Linked DNA regions of Rattus norvegicus: region 2 is linked to region 1. The links are chromatin contacts, called in public Hi-C maps. All regions are on one chromosome and are shown on one strand. Each heading gives the region's core, a stretch centred on a gene start, on an enhancer-like site or on the middle of the called end of the contact. The rest is flanking DNA. Distances are from core to core; before and after follow the strand shown.

Evidence for each region. A called contact is a pair of places that touch in the nucleus more often than the background predicts.
Region 2: a contact with region 1 is called in a Hi-C map of Schwann cells, with 6 times the contacts expected there. The contact joins the promoter of Ipo5 here to the enhancer-like site in region 1. A contact is called at or near these places in 12 of 12 Hi-C or Micro-C datasets (the A7r5 cell line, the Rat2 cell line, Schwann cells and 7 more) and 1 of 1 datasets of contacts at active chromatin or transcription factors (oligodendrocytes).

Annotation. Positions count from the first base shown.
Region 1 is chr15:104,330,655-104,335,383 of GRCr8, forward strand. No RefSeq gene overlaps it. Among named protein-coding and RNA genes, the nearest start is that of Ipo5, 79 kb to the right of the region's middle. Within about 2 kb of position 2,422, at least 66 of the 93 cell types and tissues checked have an H3K27ac peak or open chromatin away from gene starts, as enhancers often do. A contact at or near this core is called in the A7r5 cell line, Schwann cells, hepatocytes and 2 more, where this site is marked.
Region 2 is chr15:104,409,930-104,414,658 of GRCr8, forward strand. It overlaps Ipo5 (importin 5), which reads left to right and starts at 2,319. Exons shown (of 24, transcript NM_001427143.1): 1 at 2,319-2,429. The coding sequence starts at 2,340.

The DNA.
Region 1 (4,729 bases), core at 1,172-3,671:
ATAAATCTAAAAAACTTAATTACTAGTATATGGAAAATACAATAGACTGCTGAGAAACCAGGAATGTTCATGGGCTGTGGCTCAGTGACGTTTTGGTACTGGGAGTATTTTACACATATGTTTAGTCTCATTCACAGACAGCCTTTTGTTATATCATACACTATCTTTAACATGACCATATTCCTTCTGTTATCAAAAACCCATAGAATCACAACAGTCCATTGAAATACTAATTCTTAAAAGCCAGCCAGGATTGATGCCCCTCCGACCCCATGAAGAGATCAACTCCAGACTTTTATTTCATTAGACAGTCAGGGAGAAATCACTGCCTCCCGTCACCGATAGATGGTCCAATCTGCCTGTCAATCAAGCAGACAAACTTCAAATTTATTCACAGAACACGTTTCACACCTCCCCTGTTAAGTTTATTCAGCTTCTGATTCCGTGCTGCTGCAAATGCATAGCTGAGCTCGCTCTGCTGTGACTCGTTTTAAAATAACAAAATTCTGAAACCAGATTGATGCTTGCCCTGGCCCTGTGCAAATCCGTCTTTTAAAAAATCACTTTGTGCAGAAATGAATTCCTCTTGGACTGTTCTTCAGGGCTGTGATAGGGTGGGGTGGGGGATACTGTGTGTGTGTGTGTGTGTGTGTATGTGTGTGTGTGTGTCTGTATGTGTGTGCCTGTGTGTGTGTGTGTCTGTATGTGTGTCTGTGTGTATGTGTGTGTGTCTGTGTGTATATGTCTGTGTCTGTGTGTGTGTCTGTATATGTGTCTGTATGTGTGTCTGTATGTGTATATGTGTGTGTATGTCTGTACATGTGTGCCTGTGTGTGTATATCTGTATGTGTGTCTGTATGTGTGTGTCTGTATGTGTGTGTGTCTGTATGTGTGTGTGTCTGTGTGTGTGTGTCTGTGTGTGCTTATGTGCCTGTGTGTCTGTGTGTGCCTGTGTGTGTGTCTGTGTGTATGTGTGTGTCTGTGTGTGTGTGTGTGTGCATGCGTGTGTGTGTGTGTAAGGCACAGGACAATGTTATGGATCTGGTTCTCTCGCCTTTACATGCATTTTGGGACTGGAGCCATAGCGCCATGCCTTCACAACACACACTTTTGCCCACTGAAACATCTCACTGTCCCCCACTGAGCTATCTCACTATCCCCCCACTGAGCTATCTCACTATCCCCACACTGAGCTATCTCACTGCCCCCCCACTGAGCTATCTCACTGTCCCCCATTGAGCTATCTCACTGCCTCCACTTGGCATTTACAATTGGAGCGAGTTTTAGGCATTCCCAGAAGTTTTGTTATACCAATTATTTCTGGGCAAATCAGAACAAAGTATTGAAATCTCTCAGAGTTTTACATTAAACTATGATTATTTTAAATGAACAACCGATATTCTCTCTAGAATGTCTAGTCCTTCTAAGTAACAATGACAGCGTTGATTATGAACAGCTGACAGCACAGTGTTCAGAGAGGTCAGCTTTCTCCCCTCAGTGCTAATCCAAGGGCCAGTTCACTAATTAGCCACTGAGGTGGCTTTGCTACAATTACTAATCGATTCCAGGCCGTTCTCCCTCAGGTGGGATTGACAGACACCCAATTAAATTGGCTTGGTCAAAACAGAAGTAATTGAGACTCCCAGAACAGCTGTAGAGATCGGGTGGGTTAGGGGGAGCTCAGACAACACACACACCCACCCCCCCACCCACCCACCACCCCCCCCCCACACACACACACACACCAGCAGCTCAGCACACAGCCTGCTGCTCGGTTCCCTGGCTCTCGGAAGGAAACTTCTCAAGGCTGGCCTTGCTCACAGGCAAGCTTCACTCCACTGCATATGCAAAAATTGCTGAGACTAAGGGTTCTTGTGAAAAGAAAGTATGTGAGGGGACAAATATGCTAATTAACTTGGTTTTATCACTTCGTACCTCGCGGTTTGTGTGCTAGATTAAAAGGGGTATTCGTAGTACTAATATTTGATAAAGCCACTTAGATACGCCTTTCTAGAATGAGTCCTATGGTGTGCCACTCATTCATGAATAGTGTGTGTACGTTACAATAATCCGGTCTGCACCTGTCCCCTTTCATTGTGACTGGCAATAATTTCACTCTCGGGTGTTATGTGCGCTGTACACATTGTTTACTGCATTTCTCTGTGTCAAGCAAATATATTTCAATAACATTTTAAGATGAAAATAAGACAGCGTTTTCCCAAGACACTCCCTGACTTCTGTATCTCAGTGGTGGGCATTTGTGATTTGTAGCACAAAGCCTTGTGCATCGTAGGTTATGCATGCGAAGTCCACGAGAGGGCGATATAGCCTCGCTTTTTTAAGCTCTACGCCATCAGCACAAACGCGGTCGGCGCAAACGCAAGCGCAAGTGCTCGGGTGCTATGGGAAATCATTACCAACTTCCTCTCCACGGTGAAGTCAGTGACCCTTCTGTCACTTGGCAAAGCTAGCCGGGCAGTGAGCCTCGAAAGGCCGTTCTTTAAGTTAATGATTTATTGATTTTGCTGCCTGGTTTTGCTTTCACTGAGCTGGGGGGGGGGGGTGCTTTTTAAGCGTTTGTAGCTTGTTGCTGGAATTCTAAATAGAAAGCTACGCCTGCCTTGTGTGTTGAAATCCTCCAGGTAAGCAGTGGCTTTGTGGATGCTGACTGAGGACCTGCCCCCTAGCTGTTTAGTTCAATGAGAAGAAAGCAGGAAAGCAGGAAGACAGCAGATACTCGAAGTGACTCAGCTGCCCTAGGGCTACAGCAGACCCAGCCCCGTGACCCAGGCTGGAACAACGTCTCAGTGTGGGTTTGCACAAGCCACAAGTGAAGCCAGCTGAGAGCTCAAGAGCAGAGCTGCTCAGAGAATGAGTCAGCCTCCAGGATTCCATATGCAGATAAAAACCGGAGCCCTCCCCCAGATGCCTGGATGAGTTCTTGAATGCTTGGCAGTTCCCACTGACGGTTGGAAGCTGCCAGCACATGCGATCTGAATCCTACCATCATTCCCACCCTGGAGAACAGGAAAGGCCATAATGCAATGTGCTATGCGCGTGTCAAGAGGCCTCTGGTAAATTCTACCTGCATCTGGTTTTGTACCTTTTTGTCCCGTGATAGATAGAAGTCGCTCTGTTTCAGAAGGGCAGAGCCGCCAGTGAGGCATCAAAATAAGAAAAGGGGTGGATCTCACTGCAGATACTCCTGTCCTTAGAAGGAATTGTTCCCTGTGGCTAGCCAAAGAGCAGAACTCGACTACCTCTGTCCGGAGCCTGAAGCATGAGGTTCTCCAGGGGAAGAGGAGACCACACAGCTGTCCCCTGGACCTTCTTACCTCCTAATGGCCATTCTTCTGGATAACTTTATGTCAGCTTGACGCAAGCTAACGTCATCTGACAGGAGGGAACCTCAGTTAAGAATATACCTCCACACTGTAAGGCATTTCTCAATTAGTGATTGATGGGGGTGGCCCCAGCCCATAGTGGGTGGTACCATCCCTGGGCTGGTGGTCATCGTGGGTTCTGTAAGAAAGTAGACTGAGCAAGCCAGGGGAGGCAAGCCATGAGGAACAAGCCAGTAAGCAGCACCCCTCCATGGCCTCCGAATCAGCTCCCGCCTCCAGGTCCCTGCCCTGCTGGAGTTGCTGTCCTGACTTCCTTCAGTGATGCACAGCGATGTGGAAGTGTTACACCAAATAAGTCCTTCCTTCCCCAGCTTGCTTAGAGCCATGGTGTTCCATCGCAGCAAGAGAAACCCTAACTAAAGGAAGTTGGTGCCAAGTTAGCGGTCTGTGGCAGTCTTGATCATGTTGTTTGGGGGAGGATTGTGGAAGGACTTTGGAACTTTAGTCTAGAAAAGCCATTGAGTGCTCAGTACCTGGTGAGCTGTCCTGTAGGAGTTTGGAAGATAAGAATGTTAAAAGAAAATGAGGCCTGGGGGACTGGAGAGATGGCTCGGCGGTTAAGAGCACTGACTGCTCTTCCAGAGGTCCTGAGTTCAATTCCCAGCAGCCACATGGTGGCTCACAACCATCTGTGATGGGATCCGATGCCCTCTTCTGGTGATCATGAAGATAGTGTACTCATATACATTAAACAAACAAACAAACAAATAAATAAGTAAGTAAAAGATGAGGCCTGACTTGTGAAATTTCAGGGGGACATTTAAAGACTATCAAGGTCTTTTGCTATTTTGACTTAAGATGTTGTAAGTCTGGTTAGCTGGGGCTGAAGAATCAATTGTGCTTAACAACTAAAGCGAAACTTTTGCTTTGCTTGGGGTACTCGGTGCTGGCCAGCCGGAGCTGAGAAATTATCAGTGATTAAGAAGAGACTAGCGTTGTCGAGGTTAAATCTAGTAGGAAATGTTTTCTGAGAGTTGGCACACAGAAGCTGTGTTCCAGACGCAGCCAAGTTTGCGCCTCACGCTGGCATCTGGTAGTATGATAGCCACCCAGGTTGTACTGGTTTTGAAGTCATGAAGGGGTCATGGAGAGCTGAGGCTTGGCACTGTGAGAGGTCAGGAGGGGACACTGGGAAAGGTACAGCCTCAGTGCCTCAGTTGAAGGCCCAGGGCTGAGGAGGCCAGGCAGGGAGGTTGAAGTTTGGCACCATGAAGGGAGCCGATGAAGAGCAATTGATGAAAACAGAAAGCCCCAGCATTTCGGAAATGGCCGTAACCATGGGACAACCACCAAAACCAACAGCTGCTGTACAGTGGGGTCAGCCA
Region 2 (4,729 bases), core at 1,069-3,568, 79 kb after region 1:
TATCCTACTTCCACATCTTGAGCGCTGTGCTCACAGGCAAGAATCTTCAGACTTCCTTTACGCAGTACTGCCAAACCCAGGACCTCATGCATGATAGGCAAAAACTCTACCGTTTATCTATGTCCCCAAACTGGGCATAGAGGCAATGTACAGATTCATCTCTCAACAGAGTCTGGGCAAAGGCACTGGGATAAACTTGGAGTTGAGAGTCAGCCAAGATTTTTACAACGGAATCTGGGAAAGGTCCCCTCTAATTTTAGCTACTGTGTGTGTGTGTGTGTGTGTGTGTGTGTGTGTGTGTGTGTGTGTGATTATGTCTCTAGGTCTTATTACACTGTTACCTAGTTAATTAAAAATTGGTTAGTATGAGATACCCCAAATTTTAAGAACTCTGAATGAGGAATTCATGTCCTATTCTCTCTCTCTCTCTCTCTCTCTCTCTCTCTCTCTCTCTCTCTCACACACACACACACACACACACACACACACACACACACATCAAGATAAAATATCGACTCCAAATTAATGTACGAAATGGTCTAACCTTGAAGAAAACAAATGTGGCCAAAGAATGAATTCCAGGTAGGAAACCAGTTTTACACAATAGTTGTGCTGGCCTGCTGTAGAAAAGAGAACCCTGCCAGTGTGGCAGCTAAAACTAGAGGCGATAACTTTCTCCACAAACCAACTAAATGCCACTGTAGAAGTTTTGGCTGGTTCTTACAATTCCAAGTTAGCCCAGGTCCAAGTTAGCCCAGGGCTTCTGGCCAGATTTTGCATGACCTGACCACGGATGATGTAAGACCAACTTTAAAATCACCCAAGAAAAAAATATTTAAGACTTTCAAAACACACAATTGCCAGAAAAAAAAAAAAAAAAACTTCAAGAAAAATCCATGAGTTGCTGAGCTGCAGTTACCTGCCTCAGGCTGTGGAAACCAATTACTCAGAAGAAGTAGAGTCCTTTTAACTCAAGACACCCTTTTTCCTCCTGCTGTCACCCTCAGCTTAGGCAATGCTTTGGACACACTGTAGGCTTTCAAAAGAGTCTGGGCAAAGGACCTGGATAAATTTGGGGGTTGAGAACCAGCCAAGATTTTTACAACGGAATCTGAATTGTGGAGAAAGGTCTCCCCTCTACAGTCGTAGCTGCAACCCTGATTGCGTTCTCTTTGGGGGCCAACCCATCTATTTTGCAGAACTGGTTTCCAACTGGGGGTGCTCTTTCACTCTTGGGCCACATTGTTTTTTCCATGTCAGACCATTTCATACATTAGTTTTGGAGTCGGTTTTTTCTCTTGGTATGAGCATTTGATTCTCAAAGTGTTTCGATTTGAGTTCTGCTCTCTCAGCTTAGGCAGCCCCAGACAGAATGATGGACCAACCCTGGTGTGTAAGCATTGGAGTTCAGAGAAGAGGAGGGAGGCAGTCTCTGGTCCCCTCCGTGCTGGCCTGCGTCAACTATCATAAGATCAACCACGTTAGGGAGTGGCTCATGCCTTCTCCCATCCTTAGAGAGCAAAGAAGCTCCAAGCACCAGGACGGGTGGCAGTTCCCGGATGGGAGCGTGTGTGCTTCGATCCCGGGTGGAGAAGTGCAGGGGGAGAGACCGTGATGAGCAACCCCTCTTCCGGGACAGTCCCAGGACATGAGTCACAGGACAGCGGAGGGTAGGGGCGGCCTGAGTCACAGGCTGAGGGGGACGACACGACATCACAGGGTCAGACAGATGGAGTGGTCTGCAGAGGCGTGTGTGTCTGTGATCCGCTGCTGGGGAGATTGGGGTGGGAGGTCCCGGGGCCCCAAAGCCCTAAGGCGAGGCCACGCGACGGGCGGCAGGGAAGGGAATCCAGCCAGCCCCGGGCGCCGAAATCTCCCGCGCTCTGGAGCTGGCCCCTCCTCTGGGCCCGGCCTCACACCCCTCGCGGCAGCCCGGCCGGGTCGGCTCCTCCCCACCCGCGCCCCGAGAACCCCAACCTCGTTGTACAGCGGCCCTACGGCCACCACACACACCCGCTAGCCCCGCCTCCCGGCGCGCGCTGGAGTGACGACACCGCAGGGTGCGTGGCCAATCCGCGTGGCCCTCGAGGGGGCGGCCTCGGGCACGCCCCCCACGCCGCGAGCCAATGGGACACGGGCGCCGGCAGCCGCGGCGGGGTGAGAGGGCGCGAGGCTCCGCCCCGTCCTCCCTTGGCCCCTCGGCCCCGCCCTTCCCGCCCGGCCCCTTATACCCGCGCCGCCGCTGGTGCCGGTCGCCGCGCTGGGCCCGCCCCCAACCCTCCCGCCGGCCCGCCAGCGCGCCTCACAGCTCCCTCCTTCTCTCTCTCACGCCTAGCGCAATGGCGGCGGCCGCGGCGGAGCAGCAACAGTTCTACCTGCTCCTGGGAAACCTGCTCAGCCCCGACAATGTGGTCCGGAAACAGGCGGAGGTAAGCGAATCGGCGGCCCCGCGACCCGAGCGCGCTGATCCTTCCCTTCCGCGGCCGGCCCACTGGCCCTGGGCGCTCGTCGGCCGGCGGAGCGGCGCAGGTCGGCCCGGCTGGCGGACAGCGGCTCCACAGCCCACGTGCGCGCCTCCCGCCCGGCCCCGGCCCTTCCGGCCCGTGCAGCGGCGGCGCCGGTTGCCTCGCCGCCGACCCGCGCACACGTGCCACCGCGCCTGACGCGCTGCCCCGCCCGCGGGCCCCGCACCGGGGCCCCGGACTCCCCGCGTGGCCCACCAGCCCTCTAGGGCGGCCAGACCCGGGCAGCTCCGGACCCGGCCCGCTTCCCCCACCCCTGCTGCTCCCTTCCCCATCCCCGCTCTGGGAAACGTGTGTCCTGCTTGTCGCTGCCTTACGGCGTCTTTCCCTCCAGCCCCTTTTTGGTTTCTGAAAGGAGCTGCACAAGCTGGGTCCCTTCAAGATCGTGTGAAGTTGCCTTTGAGGGATTCCTGCCGACCATCTCGCTCTGCTCTTCAAATTTTGTTTGATCCCTAGAGATTTGGGTTTATAAATGGGTAATACTGGGGAGTGTGACTGTTTTAACTGGGCCAGTGCCATCTCTTTTCATATAACCCAGATCGTTCTCAATCTGTCTTAGTTCAAGAGTTCCATTTCAGATGCAGTTGTAAACCCATTTGCAATAATCCTATTAGCTCAATAGAAGACGGATGATACATTGTTAGTGTTGAAGCTCAGATTTTTGTGAGGTAATTCCTAGGAAAGTTGATACGTGGAGCTCCTTGCGACCCATGATTTTTTAGGAGACTCTGAAGATGTGTCGATACCTTTATTTACAGAGCAAAGATGTATTTTACATGTCGCTAGTGAAGTTGACATGTCTTGTACTTACCGATCTAAAGTTTAAAGTTTTAAACACAGTTGCTAATTTTGCTTTGAGTAGAAAGGATATTCTGGCCACACTTAGTTTAGTAAGTAAGTTGGAAACTTAACTTATGTGTGAAATGCCACTTTAAACTATCTCTTTTTTTAGTGGTACTTTTAAAATTAATTTGGGGGGAGGGAACATAACAAGGTTTGGCTCTAGTTTACAAAGGCCCTCAAACCTGTGGCAGCCCCCGCCCCACCTCCCCTAGCCTAGCTTTCCTTAGTGCACAGGTTCCCATGCCTGCCTTATTCAAGTAAAACACAATATATAGGGTGAAATTCAAACGGTACAATTCTTCACCCATTCTCCACGTTTGAGTATTTCATGAGTCTTCCTTGAAAATGTATCTTTAAAAGCATTCATATATACATCATGTTACCGGAGTGGATTTATAGTATGCATAATTCTGCGATTTGAATTTTCCCTGGGTTCATTTCACATTGTCACCCAGAAGATCACACATTATATAAATAAGGTGCATTATTTATACCAGCATCTCCCTATAAATGAGTACTTGATGCTTGTGGTGTGTTGAAGGTATTCAAGATGGGCTTGTGTACATGGGACTAGATGTACACTTGTCTGGACATGCTTTGCCAGGTTCATCTTAAAGGTGGTATATGTATTTAGAAGTAGCATGCATGTATTACTTGCAACAGTTTCTGCATGGGATATGGTGATGCCTAAACATTTTGTAACTTTCTGCAAACTCGAGGTAATTTTTTTAGACCAAAGCAAGTTCTTAATCCCACCCTATAATAGAAATCTCCATGTGTTGCAGAGCAGAACTGCTTTGTAATTAGTAAGCTAGTTTAATTCTCCCCTTCCCTCCAGTCGCTTAAGTCTATTGTCAGGCCTGGTGGGAATCTCTCTTCTATTGAGCTAAATACCAGTGTCTGGTTCAGCTTGAATTCCAATTTGGTGCCTGTTGTAAATCTTTTATCTCTTTAGGGATGGTTAGTAGCATTCAGCACATTTTCTCATAAAGAACAATCAGAAACAAATAAGTTAGTACTCTATTCCTAGTGAAAATATTTAGATACTACATTTTTCCTTAGTATAGCTTGAAAACATGATTATATAGAAAATAAGTTTTGTGATACAGAATTTTCTTAGTTTGGCAAAAGAGTAAATTTGGGGTGGGGGAGGTCCTTGATACCATATGGTATAATACTAAGTTGTAAATAAAACTTCCTAGAAAAGTGCATGCACACACGCACACGCACACGCACGACTGCACAGAAGCTCTCAGTGCCCCCCTTTGAATGGGGAATTTGTAAGTAACCTAAACAAATGAAATACTAAGTCTGAGGAAACAAATATGAGAATACTTTACTGGAGCTGAGAAATTGGCACGGGT